Regions from separate parts of the Sus scrofa genome. Here all the other regions are linked to region 1. Evidence: chromatin contacts called from public Hi-C data. All regions are on one chromosome and are shown on one strand. The core of a region is the stretch at or near the end of the contact, and the rest is flanking DNA. Distances in the headings are between cores, read along the strand shown. Region 1 holds the start of MORC3 (MORC family CW-type zinc finger protein 3). Region 2 holds the start of CBR3 (carbonyl reductase 3). Region 3 holds the start of DOPEY2 (protein dopey-2).

Region 1 (3,039 bases), core at 238-2,737:
TAAACCCGTTAGGTAACCAAAGAGACTTTATTCCAAATATGTAAAGTGCGCTCAGGAATCAATAAAAATTTCCCTTAAAGGAAAATAGAAAAATGTGCAAAGACTATGAATAGAGAAACTTTCAACTCCACAAACAGTCAAGTAAATATAAAGTAAACCCAGATACATTTCACACTCAGCAGGAAAGATGTTCCGGTCTGATGATACCAGGTCTAGGCAGTAATCTGACTAAATGAATGAAACTCAAAGGGGAAAAAAACGCCACTTCTGAAGCAAAGGTATTACAATGTGAATGAAATACTTAATGAGACGGGAGCTGCCATTCCTCGGCCAGGGCCAACATCCTCAAGGGAAGAGGTACTTTTTTTGCATAACAACGCCAACTTTTAAAGTATAACCAGGCAGGAAGGCCACGCCTACATTTTAGGCTTTTTAATTCAGACTGAGTGACTGCTCCCTCGGATTTAAGATTCCTAGATATTAAACGGGCTGAAGGATTTCCAAGAACCCGAGGCGCTCCGGAACCAACACGACCCGCAGACTAGAGGGGAAACGGGAGAGCTGGTGGTGACCTAGCGATTTGGGCTGGAGGGCTTGACGGGTCGGAAGCGGCTGGAATTTAAACGAATCACGAAGGCTAGCGGCAGTTCGCTCCCCCGGACCCACCGCCGGGAGGTCAAGCCCGCCGGGCATTTCTGGCCACAGACTGCCCCCCGCTCGCCCTCCGGGACGCCCCGCGGGCCCGCAGGCCGGGAAGGGTCCGGGGACCCGCGGTCTGAGGGGCGTGCGGGTTGGCCGCCGAGGCCGCGCCCTCAGACAACAGCTGCGGGCCAGCCAAGAGGGAGCCAGGAGGAGGGGCTGCGGGCCCGGCCCGCCCCGAAGCCGCGGAAGCAAAAGAGAAACCTAACGCCCAAGAAACGAAACTCAGCCCGTCCCGCGTAGCCCGGCCGGGCCCTGCCCGCCACGGAGCCGCTCCGCCGTCGGGAGCGAGATGGCCGCCGCCTCCCCAGGTCCGGCCACGGCCCCAGCCGCCGCGCCCGGCCGACAAGTCGCCACCGCCCACTGCCGGCCCCCCCCCGCTTGCCCGCCTGCCCGCCCTCCTGGGACACGGCCCGCTCCACCCCTCGCGGCTGCTCACCGCACTGAGGCGGATCCCGCTGGGTGACTGCGCCGCCATCTTAAGCGAGCTACAAAGCCAGGACCGGCCTCGGCCGCAATCCGACTGGGAGACCGCGGCGGACTACTATGGATCTCGAGTCCCCGCCCACTTCCGGGGCGGGTCGCGCGGGCGGTCCCGCCCACCCACTTCCGCCTCCCGGCGCGGGGGAGTTGGGAATGTAGAGGAGGTAAATTCCTCCAGGGGTTCAGGGAGAGAGAGAGAGACTCGCTGGGGAGCTGGTTCTAGCTCAGCGGCCCTGCGAGATAGGGCGCATGCGTGAGGCGCCTCAGGCAGGAACAAGTGACTGTATTAAGTGGACCTGGAGGCTTTGTCAAGCGGTAATCAGTATGGAGGCTGCAAAAGAACAAAGAGCTTTTTGGGGCGGGGGGGGTGTCTTGGGAATTGTAATTGGGGATACACGGGTTCCAGCAAAATAGAAGGGTGTTGAGGGGAGAGAAAGGCTTATAAATGCAAAACCCACAAGGTTGTTAAAGTTGTCTTGCAGAAATTATGATTGACTCTGATACACAAAGGAAATATTTGTTCCTAAGGGATAGACTGTCACAGGTTATTTAGGGTAAGGGCCTGATAAGTACCTTGAATTTCTGAAACGTTGAGCAGATGTTCCGGATACCTTTCCTAGAAGATAAGTGGTCAAAAGATCAGCTTATGTGTGGGCAGAGACTTACATAAGTCACACTTCCTCAACGGCTTCTGGCTCCGTTTTAGAGAGTTCTTAGCAATACCAACTCCTTTGGGTTTTCCTTTAGCTGCTTGAGGATCCCAGGTTTGAAGTCTTGTGCTAGAGACCCAAAAAAATGCACTCCGTTGACCTGGCTGGCCGTGAATTACACTGAAAAAAAGCAATTGAAACCTTATTGATGAAATGAAGACTGCGTCTTTTGGGTTTACTGTGAAATTATCATCCTTCATCCTTATAAAAAGAATCCTTTCTCCTATGAGATTTATCAAGTCCTTTTGCTTGGGCGCATTTATTCCCTGCCCACGTTTTCCTGGACATTGGACTAAGTTAGCAGGATATAAAAATGAATTGGTCAAGGCTGTCAAACACTGCAGTTTGAGAATTTAAGTTATTTATTTATGTATTTATTTTTGTCTTTTTGCCATTTCTAGGGCCGCACCTGCGACATATGGAGTTTCCCTGGCTAGGGATCAAATCGGAGCTGTAGCCGCCGGCCTACAGCAGAGCCACAGCAACGTGTGGGATCAGAGCCCCAGCTGTGAGCTACACCACAGCTCACCACCCCCCATCCTTAACCAACTGAGTGAGGCCAGGGATCAAACCCCCAACCTCATGGTTCCTAATCGGATTGGTTAACCACTGAGCCATGATGGGAACTCCTAAGTTTTTTTTTTTTTAATATCCATTGAATTTTTATAATTGTCAAAGTAATACATTTTCTTTGTAAAAACTGAAATAGTACAGAAATATAAAACACAAAATTTACCTCAATCTCTTCAACAGAGCATATAAACAATTTGGTGTACATGACTCCAGATTTACTATATGCTAATTGTTATTTACTATAGGGGACTGGACCTTATGCACTCATGTGCAACTTGCACTATTGTTTTGTTTCGTTTTCTTTTTTGGACACCCCGCAGCACATGGAGTTCCCAGGCCAGGGATCAGATCTGAACCACAGTTGCAACCTATGCTGAAGCTGTAGCAACATCAGATCCTTTAACCCACCATGCCCGGCTGGGAATTGAACATGCATCCTGGTGCTGCAAAGACACCCATCTATCCCTTGTGCCACAGTGGGAACTTCAGCAACTTGCCTTTTTATCTAATTATTTCTTTTGTCTTTTTGTTGTTGTTGTTGTTGTTGTTATTGTTGCTATTTCTTGGGCCGCTC
Region 2 (3,039 bases), core at 402-2,901, 170 kb after region 1:
CGTTTCTAACGAGTTCCCAGGTGATGCCACAGCCACTGGTCCGCGAGCCACACTTCGAGAACTCTTGGCTTTGATCACTGCTGCTCAATCTCGAACGGGCAGAGGAGGCACCAGGAGAATTCTGTTAAAATGCAAATTATAATTCAAGTGTAGGGCGAGGCTGGAGATTCTGCGATTTCAGTGAGCGCTCAGGGTCACAGGTGCTGCTGGTCGACCGCCCACACGCTGAGGGGCGAGAGCTTCCAGCTGAGGTCAGCGTTCCCCGGTGGTGGGGGAAGCTGGCTATTTATCCGCTGTCGGCTCCAGGTGGGTGTTGGGTACCTCCTGCCCTCGCGTCTAGAAATCCCGCAGACTGAGTTGCCGGTGGGCCGCACTTGCGAAGCCCCAGGCCAAGCGGATGAAGGTTTAACGCTTCACAATGTTTCATTTTCTTGGGTTCTGCCTCTTAGATTTCCCTTCCGCACTAGGTTTGCATGCGACACTGGCCTGTTCATTTCTATCTGCAGCGCATGGAAGATCAATGACTTTCCTACTGGAGTAGTAACTTCTTTGATTCCCGCCCCCTCCCCCCCGGAAGATGCTACTTAAAACCACGCTTATATGTTTGATAACAAACCTAGGTTCTCTGGGGGGTGGGAACCATGCTCGCTTCCTTTGTGCTAGAGCCTATCAAAGCTCTCGATTAAACAGACTTAAGTCCACTAACTTGCAAGTGCGCGCTAATCGTGTCTCTGAGATTCACTTCCTGTCCGGAGCAGATGCCGCCCGATATCTATGAATGCGCCTTTTCATGGAAAGCGAAAGCCCGGCAAGCTTGGAGCTTGGAGACCCTTCTCTGAGAAAATGTTTCTTGCATTAGAAAACTGATGAGCTTGGCAGGGCGTGGCTCCCTCCCAGGAGACCGATTCTCTTGCAAACCTCAGCAGCTGACGGTCCTGGGAGGGCCCTGGGTTGCTCACTGGCGCGCACAGGCCCGCACAGGCCGGCGGGCGGGCGGGGCGCGCTGTGCCAGGCACCCGGGCGGGTCTTGTGCTAAACGAACAGCTCCAGAGACTCCGTAGAAAACGAAAAACCGCCGCGCGAGGCGAGACCTGAGCGCGTCCCGAGCGGCGGGCGCTGCTTTCCCGATCAATCAAGTGGACGTGTGGGGGGCGCCTGCGGCTCGCTGTCCCGCACCCTGGACGAGCCCGGGGACCTCCCACCCCCTCACCTACTCTTGAAAGCGATGCCCGCGTTGTTGACCAGCACGTTGAGTCCCCCATACTCCTTGCGCAGGAAGTCGCGCAGGGCGCGGATGCTCTGCAGGTCGTCGATGTCCAGCTGGTGGAAACGCGGGCTCAGGCCCTCGGCCTGCAGCTGCTGCACCGCCGCCCGGCCCCGAGCAGCGTCCCGCGAGGTGAGCACCACATCCCCCGAGAACTGCCGGCACAGATCACGCGCGATGGCGAAGCCGATGCCCTTGTTGGCGCCAGTCACCAACGCCACGCGGGTGTAGGACGACATGGCCGGGTGTGGGGCGAGCGGGACCTTTTGGTGGAGAGCTGACTGGGCTGTGGGCCACCGGTTCCGCGCGTTTCGGAGGCTCTGCCAACAGTCAGAGAAGCCAGGAAGAACTGTGTTCTAGGATCCAGTGCTGTGAGTTGCAGAGAATGAGGCTCCGGTCCTCGGTTCCTCCCCTCCTAGGAGGGGCCGCTGTTCCTGAAGGTTTCGTAACGCCCCATTCTCCGGTCCGCCCCCTCCCAGCGCTTCGACCTCCTTTGATCCCGCCTCTAAGCCAAACATTGATCCGCGGGGTGAAGTTGTTCCTGCAAAGCAAAACCGGACGGTGATGGGTCGATAGGGTCTAGAGAGTCACTGCAGTTGGATTGAAGGAACTATTGTAGGAGAACCCAAAAGGAGAAAAACAAATGCTGAGTAATTTTCTTGGGCGTGCGCCCGTGAGCCGCTGCAAAATGAGGGTGTTTGATTTTTCCTTGAATACACTGAAATTATTTCGACACGGTAATTGGATCTCAGGACAGAGATTCCCGTTTCTCGCTTAGGAGATGCGCAAGAGAGGGAATGAGAGAAAAGAGGTCCCGTGAGCAGCTTTGCAGGTGTGGGCAGGTTACCTAGCTCTGTGGGATTCCCAGGGCGCCCCCATGTGGGAGAGAATGTGTATGAAACTCTCACTGTGTGCCAAGCCTCTTAGGAGGCTTTTATTCATTTCACATAACTACTTTGGCTGCGAAGTGTGTGCATTTTAGGTTTATCCAAGGAGGTTACATATGTGTGTGTGTGTGTATAATTTTTTTTCCTTCCGGTGAAATCTCTGTTCTCACGAAGTTCAACTGAATACAAATCGCCAAAGAGTGTCATGGTGTGGACAAGCAATTAGAACACTCCTAGCCACCTTCTTTAGTGTAACCCAGGTGCATTTGATTCGAGTGGGTTTGATTAGTGACTTTTAGATTTATGGAGAGCTGTGATCTCATTGTGACTCAGCTTTCCCCAGGCACATTGGGCTAAGCTGTCACCTTGACTCTACTTTCTCCAAGTCAACATGTGAGGTCAGGAGGTGGGTGCTTTCTGTGGCTCAGTCAGTGTTTTCTTTTTTTTTCCTCTAAAGATTATTTGGAATTCTATTTTATCTTATTTTTTTCTCTTTTGGCCACATCCATGGTATGAAGAAGTTCCCAGGCCAGGGATGGAACCCCTACCACAGCAGCGACCTGAGCTGCTGCAGTGATCCTTACCTTGCTGTGCTGCAAGAGAACTTCAAAACTCAATTTTAAAGATATGGGGCTATTCAGGTTTTCTATTTCTTCTTGAGTGAGCTTGACTCATGTTTTTCAAAAATTCGTATATTTCATCTAAGTTTTGTTGACTTGAACAGTAGCAGCCCATAAACTCGGATATGTTTTCAATTTTAAGCAGTTTAAAATATCTTTTTGATATCTTCCTTGACTGAGGGTATTTAGAAGTATATCTTTTAGTTTCCAACTATTTGGGGATTTTTCCAGATACCTTGCTGTTATTGATTTCTTAATTCTGTTGTTG
Region 3 (3,039 bases), core at 217-2,716, 150 kb after region 1:
AGCCCTTACAGAGCTCTTTTGACAATAATTTTGCAATCTATTCTGGATATCTTTTCTGTGAGAGGTTCAATAGCTCAGTAAAACTGATAAGAATTCTACAGCCTGGTAACAATTAGATACACAGGGGAAGAGTAGTATAAACAAGCCTATCAGAGCATATGTATCCGCCCAAAAAAAGGCAAATGTCAGCAGGAAATGGCTCACCTTATCCATTCTTAATTTCTTAGAAAAACAAATTCGAGTGAAAAGCCAACCAGCTAGATCCAACACAAGTTAATTTAAAAGATGTTTGCGTGAAAGACCATTTCTGAGTTAGATGAAAACACAAAAAACTGTCAAACAGTCACTCTCCACAATTGGGGACACTTATCAATAGATAATGATCCTTAGTCTCCAGCACAGAAAGGCTCATCTGCAATTGGCTTAATCAACTCTAGGGCATATTATTTTGAGTCGGGTCTTTCAGGGTGGTAATTAAATTGTAGTGGAAAAAAATGCAAGACACGAATGGGGGCAAGATTTGGGGGGAGAGGAGCGCCTCCACTGGCTTACCAAAAAAATCCTACAAAGGTTCTCCCACTGTAGGACAGCTGTCCCAGGTTAAGGAAACACCTGCGGGTAACAGCCTTCATAAGCAGCTGCGGTGAGGTGCTCAAGGACCAGCCAGGGCGGCAGCAGCCTGCAATCCTGCCAGACGCAGGGGCCAGGAGGGCAGGCAGAGCGCGCACTGCGGCTCGAATCCCTTCTGGGGACGGTCTGAAAGACTCGGGGTGGGGGGGTGGGAGGTGGTCCCTTAACAGAAAAGCCATTATCTTATAAAGGTCTCGATCCCCAAACCTGCTCCCCAACAGGACTGCGGGCAAACAAAGCCGCAGCTTCAACATCCGCCGCTGAGGTGAGAAGCGGGAAGGCGGTGACCCACCTGACCTCCACCTGCCAGAGGAGAGGCCGCGTCGGCCCGGCCGCTCTTCCTTCGCCTCGGGGAGCCAGGGAACTGGCAGGGGACCCCATTCAGCCTCCCGGGCTGCCCCTTGGGGGTCCTGGGCCGGAGCCCACGCCCACTCGGGGCCTCGTTAGGGCAGCCCCCGCACTGCAGCAGTGTGCGCCGCGGGTCCGGGCAGTGCTCGGGGGGAACCACCACCTGCACGCCAAGACCGCCTCACCGCGCTGCCCGAACCCTGTGCACCCGGGGGAAACGCCCCTGACGCTCGCGGGCCCGCAGGAGGAGACGCCCCGGTTCCCTCGGCTTCGCCTGGCGGCCGAGGGCGCGGGCCCGACTTACCGGGGGTGGCGGCCTTTCTCGGCGGGCTCGCCGAAGGGAGGCGCGGAAGAGCCGACCTGCACACGACTGGTAGAGCCGTGGGCAGCTGCGGCACGGCGAAGAGCCGAGACCGCGGAGGAAGCGCCGCGTCGGAGCCCCAGCCGCCGCGGCTCCAGGACACTGGGCGGGCTGGGAGGCGGATCTTCGGCGCGTGGGGGCGGGGCCATGGGGCGGGCTCTTGGCGCGTGGGGCGTGGCCTATGAGGGCGTGGCCTATGAGGGCTGGGTCGAGAAGCAGACCCTCGGCTCATGGGGGCGGGGCCAAGGGAGGGGGTCCTCTGCAGGCAGGACCGGGCAGACCTGGGAGGCGTGTCCTCGGCGCACGGGGGCGGGGCCAAGGGAGAACCCTCAGTGCGTAGGGCAGAGCCGAGGGCGCATCCTCGACGCTCGGGGCAGGGCCGGGAGGCGGGCCCTTGACTTGGGGGCGGGACCAGAAGACGGTACCGAAGCAAGCGGGGCGGGCCCTGGGGGCGCGTCCTCAGCGCGCGGGGGAGGGTCCTAGGTGCCCACTCCCCAGCGTCAGGCTTCCACCCCACCCTTCCGCCGCTTTCCCTCAGTGGGCGCCGCTCACTGCCTGAACAGCTAGGTCCCGCCCTCGCCACGGGTCTGCTCCTGGGAAGGTCTAACACAGGTGGGCAGGATGGCTCCGCCCCTCACCTGGGCCTTTCTTCACCCCTCCAATCTCATACACCCAAATAGAAAGGGACATCGGTCAGTGAATCGGCCTGCCCAAGGAGAGGTTTGGAGTTACAAAGACAGCCGTTGGACTCAAGAAAGATGGGGCTGGTGGCACTGAGACATGGGGACCACACCCAAACCCTCGGGGAGGTAGCGGAACGAACCCTTCCCTACAAGCTCTGACCACAGCAGGTTTAGGGACCCTGGCTAAGGTGCCTCAGCCGCACGGGCCACACTTTTCTGACCCTCGGCATCAGAGGAAAGAGTTTAGCTATGTGGGCTCTGGCTCAGAAAAGAGACCCGCATCAAGTCTAAATGGGATTTCTATTTTCGGATAGCTCTAACCTCTTCCTCTCATCCTCAAGAGCCTTTGGATCTGGACAGTCCAGACCGAACCTGGCCTGACTGCTGCAGAGCAAGATGCACCTTGATGACAGGAATCAGACAAAGTTCACCTGATATCCTGCTTGCACCTGCTGGGGCTCTCAGCCAACCAAAGCAGTGCCATCTGTTGGTTGAGGTTGTGATTTCTCCAAGCGGCCTCTTAACAGTTTAACCCCTCACCATTCCTTAGGAATTTTCAGATCTAGTCTGGGGTTCGTGAATGCTAGGCCATCCATGAAAGAGTTGAGGGTGGTGAGCATAGGGTGTCCACAAACATGTTGAAATTGTGTAGAATATTTAGTGTAAGTGTATATTTTCTGGAGAAAGAGTATATAGTTTGTATCAAATCCCCAAGAGGATCTATTGCTTCCCCCAAAACACCAAGAATATTCGAATAGTTTGGGATGTTGAACCTCTGGCCCAACCAGGCTGCTGCTACTGCTGCTTTTATTTATTTATGGCTGCACTGGTGATGTATGCAAGTTCTGGGGCCAAGAATTGAATCTGAGCCACAGCTGTGAACTATAGAAATGCCAGATCCTTAACCTGATTTCAGAGAGAGCAGTGAGTGATGCTTTGAAGCAAGATCTTAATTCTCTGCTCAGGAATTGAACCTAGGCAGCCTGGATGAACACCACAAATCCTAGCCACTAGAAT

What was found. Hi-C and Micro-C count contacts between places; a contact is called where the count stands out from the background.
Region 2: a Hi-C map of liver shows a contact between it and region 1, with 5 times the contacts expected there. The contact joins the promoter of CBR3 here to the promoter of MORC3 in region 1. A contact is called at or near these places in 1 of 5 promoter capture datasets (liver), 1 of 47 Hi-C or Micro-C datasets (liver) and 1 of 2 datasets of contacts at active chromatin or transcription factors (alveolar macrophages).
Region 3: a contact with region 1 is called in a Hi-C map of skeletal muscle, with 3 times the contacts expected there. The contact joins the promoter of DOPEY2 here to the promoter of MORC3 in region 1. A contact is called at or near these places in 1 of 5 promoter capture datasets (liver), 5 of 47 Hi-C or Micro-C datasets (heart right ventricle, liver, mesenteric adipose tissue and 1 more) and 2 of 2 datasets of contacts at active chromatin or transcription factors (alveolar macrophages and skeletal muscle).

What each region holds. Positions count from the first base shown.
Region 1 is chr13:199,995,392-199,998,430 of Sscrofa11.1, reverse strand. It overlaps MORC3 (MORC family CW-type zinc finger protein 3), which reads right to left and starts at 1,487. Exons shown (of 17, transcript XM_003132764.4): 1 at 1,139-1,487. The coding sequence starts at 1,177.
Region 2 is chr13:199,829,302-199,832,340 of Sscrofa11.1, reverse strand. CBR3 (carbonyl reductase 3) reads right to left here and starts at 1,651. Exons shown (of 3, transcript NM_001244732.1): 1 at 1,215-1,651. The coding sequence starts at 1,503.
Region 3 is chr13:199,846,449-199,849,487 of Sscrofa11.1, reverse strand. It overlaps DOPEY2 (protein dopey-2), which reads right to left and starts at 1,466. Exons shown (of 39, transcript XM_003132763.4): 1 at 1,283-1,466.